Linked DNA regions of Mus musculus: regions 1, 3 and 4 are each linked to region 2. A link is a contact called in public ChIA-PET and HiChIP or PLAC-seq data. All regions are on one chromosome and are shown on one strand. Each heading gives the region's core, a stretch centred on a gene start, on an enhancer-like site or on the middle of the called end of the contact. The rest is flanking DNA. Distances are from core to core; before and after follow the strand shown.

What was found. ChIA-PET counts read pairs in DNA pulled down with a chosen protein or histone mark. HiChIP or PLAC-seq counts read pairs in DNA pulled down with a chosen protein or histone mark.
Region 1: a contact with region 2 is called in an H3K4me3 HiChIP or PLAC-seq map of bone marrow-derived macrophages, with 4 times the contacts expected there. The contact joins the enhancer-like site here to the promoter of Esyt2 in region 2. A contact is called at or near these places in 10 of 39 promoter capture datasets (3T3-L1-derived adipocytes, the C10 cell line, the HPC-7 cell line and 7 more), 1 of 15 datasets of contacts at CTCF or cohesin (the NIH/3T3 cell line), 3 of 484 Hi-C or Micro-C datasets (the C10 cell line, bone marrow-derived macrophages and embryonic stem cells), 7 of 115 datasets of contacts at active chromatin or transcription factors (the 230-238 cell line, CD8 T cells, the SCID.adh cell line and 4 more) and 3 of 9 other capture datasets (adipose tissue, liver and pancreatic islet).
Region 3: an H3K4me3 HiChIP or PLAC-seq map of bone marrow-derived macrophages shows a contact between it and region 2, with 4 times the contacts expected there. The contact joins the enhancer-like site here to the promoter of Esyt2 in region 2. A contact is called at or near these places in 11 of 39 promoter capture datasets (the 3T3-L1 cell line, 3T3-L1-derived adipocytes, the C10 cell line and 8 more), 1 of 15 datasets of contacts at CTCF or cohesin (the NIH/3T3 cell line), 1 of 484 Hi-C or Micro-C datasets (embryonic stem cells), 9 of 115 datasets of contacts at active chromatin or transcription factors (the 230-238 cell line, the SCID.adh cell line, bone marrow-derived macrophages and 5 more) and 4 of 9 other capture datasets (adipose tissue, liver, macrophages and 1 more).
Region 4: a contact with region 2 is called in an RNA polymerase II ChIA-PET map of memory CD8 T cells, with 99 read pairs. The contact joins the enhancer-like site here to the promoter of Esyt2 in region 2. A contact is called at or near these places in 1 of 39 promoter capture datasets (the HPC-7 cell line), 4 of 115 datasets of contacts at active chromatin or transcription factors (the HPC-7 cell line, bone marrow-derived dendritic cells, effector CD8 T cells and 1 more) and 3 of 9 other capture datasets (adipose tissue, liver and pancreatic islet).

The regions. Positions count from the first base shown.
Region 1 is chr12:116,432,602-116,435,413 of GRCm38.p6, forward strand. Ncapg2 (non-SMC condensin II complex, subunit G2) reads left to right here. Exons shown (of 29, transcript NM_133762.4): 17 at 1,983-2,156. Among named protein-coding and RNA genes, the nearest start is that of Ncapg2, 29 kb to the left of the region's middle. Within about 2 kb of position 1,325, at least 17 of the 459 cell types and tissues checked have an H3K27ac peak or open chromatin away from gene starts, as enhancers often do. A contact at or near this core is called in the HPC-7 cell line and bone marrow-derived macrophages, where this site is marked.
Region 2 is chr12:116,279,833-116,282,576 of GRCm38.p6, forward strand. It overlaps Esyt2 (extended synaptotagmin-like protein 2), which reads left to right and starts at 1,390. Exons shown (of 22, transcript NM_028731.5): 1 at 1,390-1,840. The coding sequence starts at 1,511.
Region 3 is chr12:116,459,013-116,461,838 of GRCm38.p6, forward strand. It overlaps Ncapg2 (non-SMC condensin II complex, subunit G2), which reads left to right. Exons shown (of 29, transcript NM_133762.4): 29 at 1,552-2,826. The coding sequence ends at 1,603. Among named protein-coding and RNA genes, the nearest start is that of Gm25112, 17 kb to the right of the region's middle. Within about 2 kb of position 1,504, at least 29 of the 459 cell types and tissues checked have an H3K27ac peak or open chromatin away from gene starts, as enhancers often do. A contact at or near this core is called in adipose tissue and bone marrow-derived macrophages, where this site is marked.
Region 4 is chr12:116,144,055-116,146,754 of GRCm38.p6, forward strand. Vipr2 (vasoactive intestinal peptide receptor 2) reads left to right here. Exons shown (of 13, transcript NM_009511.2): 13 at 83-2,207. The coding sequence ends at 256. Among named protein-coding and RNA genes, the nearest start is that of Gm23732, 28 kb to the right of the region's middle. Within about 2 kb of position 1,432, at least 78 of the 459 cell types and tissues checked have an H3K27ac peak or open chromatin away from gene starts, as enhancers often do. A contact at or near this core is called in the HPC-7 cell line, effector CD8 T cells and memory CD8 T cells, where this site is marked.

The sequences.
Region 1 (2,812 bases), core at 75-2,574, 150 kb after region 2:
GGTCAAGTTCTACATCATTAAAAAAGACCATCATTTCCCCGGTACCTAATGTAAAGACATATAATTTGCTATATAAATTCTCATTCCAGGTTGACAGAGGCTCAGAATACACATCTACACTGTAACTCATATTAGAATATAAGTACATTTAGAACATACATATTGCTAAAATATTTTGTTTTTGAGGTAGTCTCACTATGTAGCCCTGGCTGTCCTGGAAGTCCCAGGGTTGTTTTGAATTTGTGACAGTCCTCCTCCTTATTGCTTCCTGAGTGCTGGGATTATATGCACACACTATTATGCCCAAGGTTTTAAAGAATTTTTTTTTTAAAGACTTTTTTCATGGTGCCAGGCACGGAGGCATACAAATTTAATTCCAGGACTTGGGTGGTAGAGGCAAATGGATCTCTGTGAGTTCAAGACTAGCATGGTCGGGGGCTGGTGAGATGGCTCAGCGGTCTGCTCTTCCAAAGGTCCTGAGTTCAAATCCCAGCAACCACATGGTAGCTCACAACCATCCATAACAAAATCTGATGCCGTTTTCTGGAGACAGCTATAGTGTACAGTGTATAAATAAATAAATAAATAAATAAATAAATAAATAAATAAGAAAGGAAAAGAAAGAAAAAGAAAAAAGAATAGCATGGAATAGCTTAGTCTACATAGCTAGTTCCAGTACACGCTGGGCAATGTAGAAAGACTCTATCTCAAACAATCAGAGACTTTTTCATGACCATCAATTAATGTCCAGAGATAGTCTTTGCTAAAATAAAACCTTGGGACTATTACTTAGGGGCCTGGTATAGTCTAGCCTGGTATTATGCTAAAATAAAATAAGGAACCATTACTTAAGAACCTAGTACATTATTCAAGTGTTATTCTCAAAGGAGAAGAGTTGGTTTCATAAATTTTAATGAGTCTGCTGTGCTAAAATATTGAGCTTCTGTGGTTTACTTTAAAATAAATAAATGACTTCTATTTCTTAGGCTGTTCACAGGGTGTAATGCTCAGTATAAATGTACGTGTATTCTATTAAGGAGGTTTTCTGTTCAGAGTTAGAACACAGAAAAGGTAAGGTCAAGGCAGAAGGAAAACTTTTGATCAGTTTGTCACATTATGCTTCTGGTAGTATCCAAGCCACCAGCAGATTGCTTTATCAGTCTGATTGGCCTTACTACATTTCATAGCATTTAGTGCATGCTGACACAACTACTAGGGAGAAAGTATGTTTGCTTCTTTGTATTCTTATTAATCAGGATCAGTTTTGTACTCACAGCTGAATTGTGAGAACTGAGCTGAGTCATCCTCCTCATCTCAACATGAGGAAGTTACTTCCATCATCTGTGTGTCTGTGTCTCCACGGGCCAGTCATGGATAGGCCAGTCACAAGCTAGGTCACGTCACCAGCTCTGAGACAGGGGCTTTGTTATGCACATCTAGTTTACACTGAACTTTCTGCTATGGGATCATTGTGAACTACCAGCATAATAGGAAAGTATAAACAGGTTTGGTTTTCAATAAAGCTAAGAGACCTATGATTTTAGTGATGGTTGGCTACCATTAACTACTTTCCAGCTATGAGTTATATCTTACTGGGCTTAGGAAAAAAGTGTCTAGCAGTCAGTGCCTACTGGGTAGGCCAAAGTTGTACAGCCATGCTTACAAAGATCTTGTACTGTAATCCCATTTGCATGGGGTGTGGCAAAGAGTACTAGTTTCTGATTTTACAAAAGTCGTAGTTCATATAGACTTTCATTTAAAAAAATAGAGTTAATTTACAGTTAATTTCTTGGGTGAAATTTGGAAATAAATCTACATTCCTAGTCTAGTTAGGTTCTAAGGTAATGAAGAAAGTTTTATTGTACCATAGAAGTTGATATTACATTATTTATATTGTTTTGTGTCTGTAATTCTGAGCTGTGCTTTAGGACTTTTAATACTTGTTACTAGATTCTTTCACAGTCGCATTTTTTATGTCTTAGGTACTAGATAAAACATTGTCAGTGAACGACACTGCGTCCATGGCAGGCTTACTAGAAATCATTGTGATCCTCTGGAAGAACATCCATAGAAGCCTGGAAAATAATAAAGAGGCTAAAATTTATACCATTAACAAGTTTGCAGCTGTGCTTCCAGAGTACCTGAAGGTATTCAAGGTAAGTCTGGACCATTCTTATAAGTAAGCTTATGGTGACAGGTTTCATCTTTAGGAGAAGTTCTGCCTTGTATATACAGCGGGAAGGTTGTAGTGACCCTTACCTTGGCATGAGGAGATATATATATATACTTAAAATGTACTCTGGTGATTTCATTTACTTCCTTTATTTTGATGCTATGCACTGCTCCTGTTCTCCTTTCTTATTCCCTCTCGTGCTCTCTGAGCCATTTTTTCCCCAACATGACTTTTTTTTGTTTTTTTTTTTGAGACAGGGTTTCTCTGTGTAGCCCTGGCTGTCCTGGAACTCACTCTGTAGACCAGGCTGGCCTTGAACTCAGAAATCCGCCTGCCTCTGCCTCCTGAGTGCTGGGATTAAAGGCGTGCACCACCACGCCCGGCTTGACTTTTAAGTCTTTAAACAATTTTTTTATCTCCTGAGTTTAATTAAGTTTGATTGCTTGCATATATATGGATGCCACTTTATTTACCAGATTATGGACAAGAAAGATGACTTTTCGCCCAGCTGCTATTAACTTCCAATAACTCCTCAGCTAGGAGTGGAGTCTCACAAGCTCATTCCATACTGAAATATTGAAGGGGTCAATCTTGTATAGTCTTGTCCAGCTAACCACAGCCTCTATGAATTTATTGGTG
Region 2 (2,744 bases), core at 140-2,639:
GACACTGGTAGCTTTGTGTTGGTGCAAGGTAGTGGTGGGTTAATATTTGAATCACAAGGATTGTGGCATAAAATCAGACACAAGAGATGGGCAATGAATGGCTACTAATGGAACAAAGTATGACCCAGGATAACTTGGCTCTGAATCTGCAACATTCCACAATCATAGTCGTGGAATTATCCTCCTGGAAAATTTTCTTAAAAATTATGCCTCTGTGTGTGTGTGTGTGTGTGTGTGTGTGTGTACAGGCGATTGTGAAGACCAGAGGTATTAGATCCCATGGAGCTTTAGATACAGGTGCATGTGAACAGCCAGATGTGGATTTTGGGAATTGACTCAGGAATTGGGTTCTCAGGTGCTGGGCCATCTCTCCAGCTCCTCTTTAGCAAACTTTAAAGCAGATGTCTTTTTTTCTCTTCTCTTCCCTTTCCTTACTTCCCTTTTTTCCTTTTTCTTTTTTGCAAGCTTCACATATGTCCCCTCAGATGTCCCCTAAGAGTTTGGCCTTGACGGGGGTAGGGGGTGGTGGACCCTGGCTGCCTTTTTTTTTTTTTTTTTTTTTTTTAAATCTTCATGACAACTGTGCTTTCCTAAGCTCACTGGGGCCATTTTGTTTGGGAAGTCAGACCTGAAGGAGTACTAGACCCAGAGGCGCCACCACACAGTAAGGCCTCAAGGTAAATTTTACTGCAGCAGGCGCAAAGTTCTCATTCCACAGAGGCAGGCCCAGGAGCCATCCTCTCACCCTAGGAACCTGCAAGTTCAAGTTCTCCGCCAGGGAGCTAGGACAGGCAAGAGGTTGGCTGACGAACGCCGAGCTCTCCGCTAAGCTGGAAAGGACTCAGCCCGCTAGCCTTCCCACTAGTCAGGGCCATTGCTCCCTTCCAACACCCGCGGAAGCCACACCTCCCTCTCCGGCCGTCCCTGCGAGCCAAGTCCGGGTGTGTCCCCCTGGCGCGGCGCCCACCCTCCGAGGGCGCAGACCGAACCGCCCTCACAGGTTAGGGGCGGGGCCTGCCTGGCGTGATGGCTTCGCCTGCAGCCCCTTCTTGGTGTAACGACCGGAGAGTAGCAGCACAGCAACCCCAGCGCAGAGGCGGGTCCGACCGCGCGATGACACCAGGCACAGACCATTCGCCGCCGGGGGATCTTTCCTGAGGGCGCGGACGAGGGAGCGGGATCCGGTTGGCGACTGACACGTCGCCCCGCCCTAGATTCTTTCAGGGTCGGCTGTCTCTGAACAGTGGATCCCAGTGAGGAAGAGTCGGGCGCATGCTGATTGCGTCACCAAACCACGCACTCAGCCCGAGCAAGCCCCTCTCTGGGAGAGGCCTCGGTGGGGGAGGGCCCTGCGCACTGTGATGACGGCAAGTCCCGCCCGTTTGAGGAGTGGAGCGGTGGAGCCCGCGGTCCCCCTCAGTGGGGCGCTGGCGCGCGGGCTAGAGCGACCTGCGGTCCGTGGGAGAGCCGCGCCCGCCTCGGCAGGGAGGAGTGCTCAGCGCGGCTGGAGATGAGTAGCGCGGGGGGCGAGGGGCCGGAGGCCGGTCCTGGCCGGGCTGGGGGCCGCTCCGAGCCCGAGGCCCCGGGCAGCGCTCTGAGTGTGGACTTGCCGGGGCTGCTGGGGCAGCTGGCGCGCAGCTTCGCGCTGCTGCTGCCGGTGTACGCCCTGGGCTACCTGGGGCTGAGCTTCAGTTGGGTGCTGCTGGCGCTCGGGCTGCTCGCCTGGTGCCGCCGGAGCCGCGGCCTCAAGGCCAGCCGCCTGTGCCGCGCGCTGGCGCTGTTGGAGGACGAGGAGCAAGCTGTGCGCCTGGGAGTGCGCGCCTGCGACCTGCCCGCCTGGGTGAGTGTTGCCCCCCCAGACCTGAGCGGAGTCAGGTCCGCACCACCCTTCTCCCCTTCTCAGTGACGGGTGGGGAACTCAAGCCCCAGCCCGAGTGAAGTGTCAGCCACCGCTTGTTCCGAATCTCCGTCCGATCCGGGATCCGCACAACCAGGATCCCGGACCGAGTCAGGTGTGCGACCTTACTGCTGTCTGCCTCTCCTGCTGTAAACTGCTGTCTGCTGTCAGCACTCTGCCCACCTGCTTTCCTCGGGAGTTCTGGCCACTGTGGCCCACCCCGGCTCTGAGCGACGGTCTGCGTCCGAGTCTCACTTGTGTCAGCGCACCGCCTCCCCCACCTAAGTCAGGTGTCCTTATTGCTGTCCCCACCCTCATCCTGGGCGAGGTGTCCTGGTCATTATCTGCTCCGAGAGTGTCCGCTCTCAGTCCTCTTCCTGGCTTTCAGTCCTCCTCGCCCATCGCTAGCAAAGTGCGCAGGTAGTGAATACTTCCTAACTTGGCAGAACTGGTCATTGTTAGTTGCTGGGCCTCTTCCTCCTCTCATGCTGGCAGTGACTACCGCCCAGAAGCACACTTGGTGGGCGATGAGATCTCAGTTGTCCAGAGCGATTCTGTAAACCTTTTGCAAGCATGGCGCTGCAGGCCTGGAACCGTCCAGATTCTCCTTTCTGATTTAAAAAGTAGTGACAGCCAATATGGGGAGAAGTTAATTAAAAAAATCAGGAAGACTCATTCATTTCTTAGTTGTGTCTAACACGATTGAAGTGTTCCTGAAAAGCTTATGTTAGAAGAATTGAAATGTTTGTTTCATTGTTTAAAATACCAGAGGGAAGACTAGGCACTTTGATATGATCATTTAATATCCAGGATCTAACATATATAGAGGGAGATTTTGAAAGTGTTA
Region 3 (2,826 bases), core at 254-2,753, 180 kb after region 2:
TCTACTTCTTCCATGTCCTTTTGTGCCTTTTGTGTAGGCTGTCTCCAGAAGGTGTGACCTCCCATTTAGGTGGATCTTCCTAATTCAAGTAATCTGACTAAGCAACTTGGGTTTTAGATCATTCTCATTTGTAGTTAAGGTGACAATCAAGAGCCATCTCAGCAATTAAGAGCACTGGCTGGTTGTTCTTTCTGAAGCCAGACATTGATTGCCATCAGCCACATGTCAGCTTACAACTACCTGTAATTCTAGTCCCAAGGAATCTTACAACCCTCATCGAGGCTCTGCAAGCACTACTTGCATGTTATGCTAGAAATTCGTGCAGCCAAAACACCCATACACATAAAATTAAAAATGAAGAGAAAAAAGGATCTTCAGCTCAGATTTTAATTAGGTCGATTGTTTTCTTTACTTGATTTGAAAGGATCTTTGTATACTTTTAGTACCACCTCCTTATATGTTTTACAAATATTTTCACCTAGTTGGTGGTTTATGCCTTTATTATTCTCTTGTTACATTAGTGTCCCCCAACCCCTACCCCTAGTTGACCTTAGGTCCATGTTGGAAAAACAGAGAATTTTAGTTTTATCAAAATCCAACTGTGAGTTTTGGTGTTGTATTTAGAAAATTATCTCCATACTGAAGTGTCAGAACATGGTTCAAGAGTGGAGTCATGTGAGGATTCTGAGTGCTTGTGAGAAAACTCCCAAGAAAACCAAGACAAGAGTCTTATGACCTCAGTTTCTTTAAGTTGTTCTTGTAATGTGTTTTTGTGCTTCTCCCAAGTGTAGCAGATAGGAGTGAGTTTACTTACTTACATTACTTATTATTGCTTGCTAGTGTTATTCAATTAAATGTTTAAACTCTCCTTTATGTGCCTCTGTGGGAAAACATGTTCTTGCCACATGTGGCTTGTCCTTGTAATTATATACAGCAATGGAATGTCACAGAACCTTGCACTTTGTAAATAGGTATGTGTAAGTCTGCAGTGGCACCCTGCAGTAATTTATGTAGGAGCTGTCCAACCATGTTACTTAAATTGGAGTGGACCCCTGAAAGACAGGGGAGAGACTGCCTCAATGTTCCTGTCACTGGGCTGGGTATTCAGGCAGTCCTCCCTTGACTGGGGGCAGAGAAGCGGTGGCCATAGTAGTTGAGTATGGTGGTGAAGGTGGATGATTGCTTTAATTTTTCTTGTTTCCTCATATACAGTAAATGGTCAGGACTGAATGCTGGGTAGGACGAGCCACATTGTGCTTCTGTGTGCTATGGAGCTAGTGAGAGTAGAGTTCAGAAAAGGGCAGTACTAAGAGAAGTACCCTCTGGCTGGACGCTGCCAGTGAGTGGGTGCTACTGAGCCTGTGCCTGGATGTGATCACCAGGGTCTCAGGGTATGGGCTCTGCGTTGGGTGCTGAGCCTGTTTACCTTTACGGCTGTGAAACTTGTGCTCTGTGTAGGGCACAGGCTGTTTTCAAATGTGTCTGCTGCAGACCATGTGTAAACTCTGCATTTGAGGGGAACTGAATCTGTGTCTTCTCTATTTCTTTCAGATTCCTATATGAGTCATCAATGAGAACTTTGGGAGAATTTCTGAATCCATGACAAAACCACCGTCAAAAACACTGGGTGTGTAGAAATAGAGAAAAGACTCATGAAAGTGAAAATGTGTGTCTTTTGTATATTGCTTTTTTTTTTTTCATCAGACTAAGCCCGGAGTCCTAAGGACCACACCCAGGTCTGACGGTGCCCAAAGATGGAGACCAGTACAACACTGGTGCTCTACTGTACCCTGTGCCTTTAACCAGCTTGCAGAGATGGAGAGTGATGAAAGTCATGTGAGAGAAAGACTGGCAAGCAGCTCACCACTCTCTCCAGAAGAGCTGGCAAAGCTTGTAGGAACTGTGGCATGGGCAGCTCTTACGTTCCTTGGCCTGTGACTTACCCATTATTTATTATTTGTTGTGAAATTCTCCTGGAACAGATTTCTCTTTGGCCTTTCAGCAGGGCTATCATTAGCCCACACAGGACCTTTCTTCAAAAGACAAAAAGAATCACTTCATCAAAATATTTTATTGCCCTCTGTTGAACAGTTGTAATATATACACTGATATGAAGTGTCTTGCTTACTCCATTGCACTTGGGCTCAGCTCAACTCTTACATCTGAGCTGTGACTTTTACATTTTAGCCTTACTCTAAGGGCAACAGCCTCCTTCTACAAAAGGCATTCTCAGTTCAGAGAAGATTTCTTGTTTGAGTGTTGCTGTGTACTATGCATAGTCAGGGACAGAGCAGGCATTAAGAAAAAAACAAAAACAAAACACAAAGGCCCAAAAGCCAACCAAAGTGGAAGTGAATTGAGGAAGGCCTGGACCAGGAGTGAGTTGCCACCTAGAAATGATTGTTGTTTCTCAAGCCACAGTGAAGTATTGCTCAGTGGATACACGTGCCCAGTTGCCTCTGTTTTCCCTCTGCAGGTCGATGGCAGAGGCATCGGCCTTTTCCTGTATTGACTATTGAAGAGTAAGCAAAGAACTCAAGAGTTAAAGGGTTGCCCTGGTCCTGTATAAATGATGGGTTAATGATACAAAAGAGAAAAAGGATCTTGTTTAAAAGTGACATAATATGCAGCCATACATAGGCAATAATGAGTTCATGTCCTTCGTTAAAAATGCTTAAAAATGATAGGAGGAACCATGGCACTAGCACCATGGTGGAAGAATCTGCTGGGCTGTAGGGCAATGCTAGAATTCTATAGCCTGTATTACCCCCTCAACATCCTTTCCCTAGCAAAGACTCTGGCAAGTAGGGTTGAGTAGCCTTAGAG
Region 4 (2,700 bases), core at 182-2,681, 140 kb before region 2:
GAATACACGCTACGTGCTGCTTTGGAGGATTCACGAGTTCCTGCATTTCAAGCTGACTCTTCACTAACACGCTCATCCCCAGGTACAGTGTGAACTGAAAAGAAGATGGCGAGGCCTGTGCCTGACCCAAGCTGGGAGCCGGGACTACCGGCTGCACAGCTGGTCCATGTCCCGGAATGGCTCAGAAAGTGCCCTACAGATACACCGTGGCTCCCGCACCCAGTCCTTCCTGCAGTCAGAGACTTCAGTCATTTAGCTGTGTCCCTTGTACAGAGCTGTCAGTGCTGCTGGGTTTGACATATGTTTGCTGGATTCCTCTGCTGCCCCAGTGTCTGGTGCCTTATTGGTTCAGCCCTGGTCCTTAACTCTGATCCTCATGTGTAACTTGATTGAAACACCAATTATTATTGTCAAACTCTAGCCTTTAAGCCATCTTCTTCATAATATGGCTCAGCCATATTCTACTTTCAAAGAGAGCAAGGAAGCCAGGTGGCTGTGAACATCAAAACTGGATTCTAGTACCTATGAAGAGAACAAGGAGGAAGATTCCAGTTCCCCTACTGCCTCCTGTCAGGGGGAACCAGGTCCAGAAACAGCTGAGCATCACCACCCTGTGACACCCAACGCATGCCTATGGATGTCTCTGAAATTCCTCCTCAGTCTATGGCATACCATAGAAAGCAGTTGAGAGCAACCTTCTCATCCTAGAAGCTTCCTGGTCCCCCTAGCCTTGAGTTGTGTCCTGTGGAACTACATCTGGACAGCCACACCCTTGCCATTCCCTGGACCAAAGATAAGTCAAAGAGGATATTCATGTTTCATTGGCCAAACCAGGAACTCATATCCTCCTGAGGCACTTAGCATCTGCTGCTTCCTACAAGTGGTGAGCAGCTCTGGATCCCATGTTGTCATGAAGGCCCTTGTGACTTGTCCATTCAGCCCAGGGTTTGTTCTCTAGCCAATAGAAAACTGTTGCATTGTTAAAGAAAATCGCCATCTTAAAAACTGTTTAAAAAGAGAATTGTTTTATCAAAGTATAAAACAGCATCAAGTATTCCTACCCGATACTTGCCAATAACAATCCATATTTTTCCGATGTTTTTGCAACTGTGGGCAAGCAGACCTGAGGAAATGCTTGTCGTGGTTGGAAAAGCAGCTGAAGACAGAGAGTGCCTTTCCCTGCAGTGCTCAGAGACCCTGGAAGACTATGTCGTGGTCCAGTGCAAGGACTGTAGGTTCTGTACCTAGTGTTCTGGCACAGCCTATGTAACTTCCCCCCAACACACACACACACACACACACACACACACACACACACACACACACACACACACCAAGGAAACGAGCTGCAAAATGTGTTTCCTGTGGTTTCTGTGGCATGTAGGCCCCAGCTAGTATGAATACAAATGATCTCAACCATTGTGCCAGAGCCAGAGGTCTTGGCGGGGTCAGGAAATCACCAAAGTAGGGGCCCCACTCCCAGTACGTGGGGGCTTTAGTACAGAAAAGAAGTATCTAGAGACTAGCTGAGGCCCCGTGGCCTGACATGTGGCCTGAATGTCTGTCCCACAGAACTGCCCCTGGACTTTTGCCTCCATCAACGCTTGAAACGCCTCCAGTTTGTCTGCAACTGCATGGGGCAGGCACCTCAGATGATTTAGAAAACACCACTACCCTGCTGCCTTCCAGGGCTACAAGGCTAGAGAACAAGTCATAGGGAGTAAATGGCTTAGCTCAGGAACACTGAAAAGAGCTGTTGGCAGTGGCGATAGGTGGATGCTACAAGCCCTGGTGTCAGCCATGGCTCTCTTCATACAGAGCTCACTGCTTAGTCAGCAGTTCTGAGGACACACAGTTCTCCCATATCTGAAAGAGTCCTATCAACAACTGGGTATGACTCTGCCATGACCCTGAAGAGACATGTAGAACATGTGAACACAAGCAGTCACTGAGTGCACAGGGAATATTCAGATGTACAGGGACACCATTCTCTCAGCCCAGCATGTGCTAATGCTAAACAGAGCTGGGTCCTTTCCCTGGTAAAGAGATGGACTGATCATAAAGCGGCCACTGCTGGAACTCACCAATAGCAGAGGTGTAGTAACCATATGACCAGCATGTGACCTTACATGTTATATGTGGAATATCTACAAACACAGAGTGGAACTTAGCTGTGTATATACTTCAATAAACCTTATTTCATTCTGTGTGAGAGTCTGCTATGGATGATGCTGGGGCCCTAGAACACAGCTGCCTGCTGCTATACTCTTGAGTGCCCTGACTCTAGGCCATGCTGCCTACAATTACTCATAGAAGAAGTTGTGTCTGAGGTACCCAAGATATATAAGTGGCAGCCTGAGGATGTGTCCAGCATACCTGGCAATTCCTGCCCTGCAGCCATAATCTGCTCCCTTAGCTCTACAGAATCCGAGCCTTGTCATCAGAGCGAGCAGAAGTGTGTGTGTGTGTGTGTGTGTGTCTGGGTGTGTGTGTGTGTGTGTGTGTGTGTGTGTGTGTGTGTGTGATGTGCACATGCCTGTGTGCATATGTGTGCTTAGTATGCTTAAGTACATGTTATACTCATGTGTATGTGCTCATTTGTAAATGGTTGTTCATGAGCAAGCTAAAATGTGTCTGTAGATGTGCACATGCCTGTGCACGTATGTGTGCTTAAGAAACAACATGTTGTACATGTAAGTG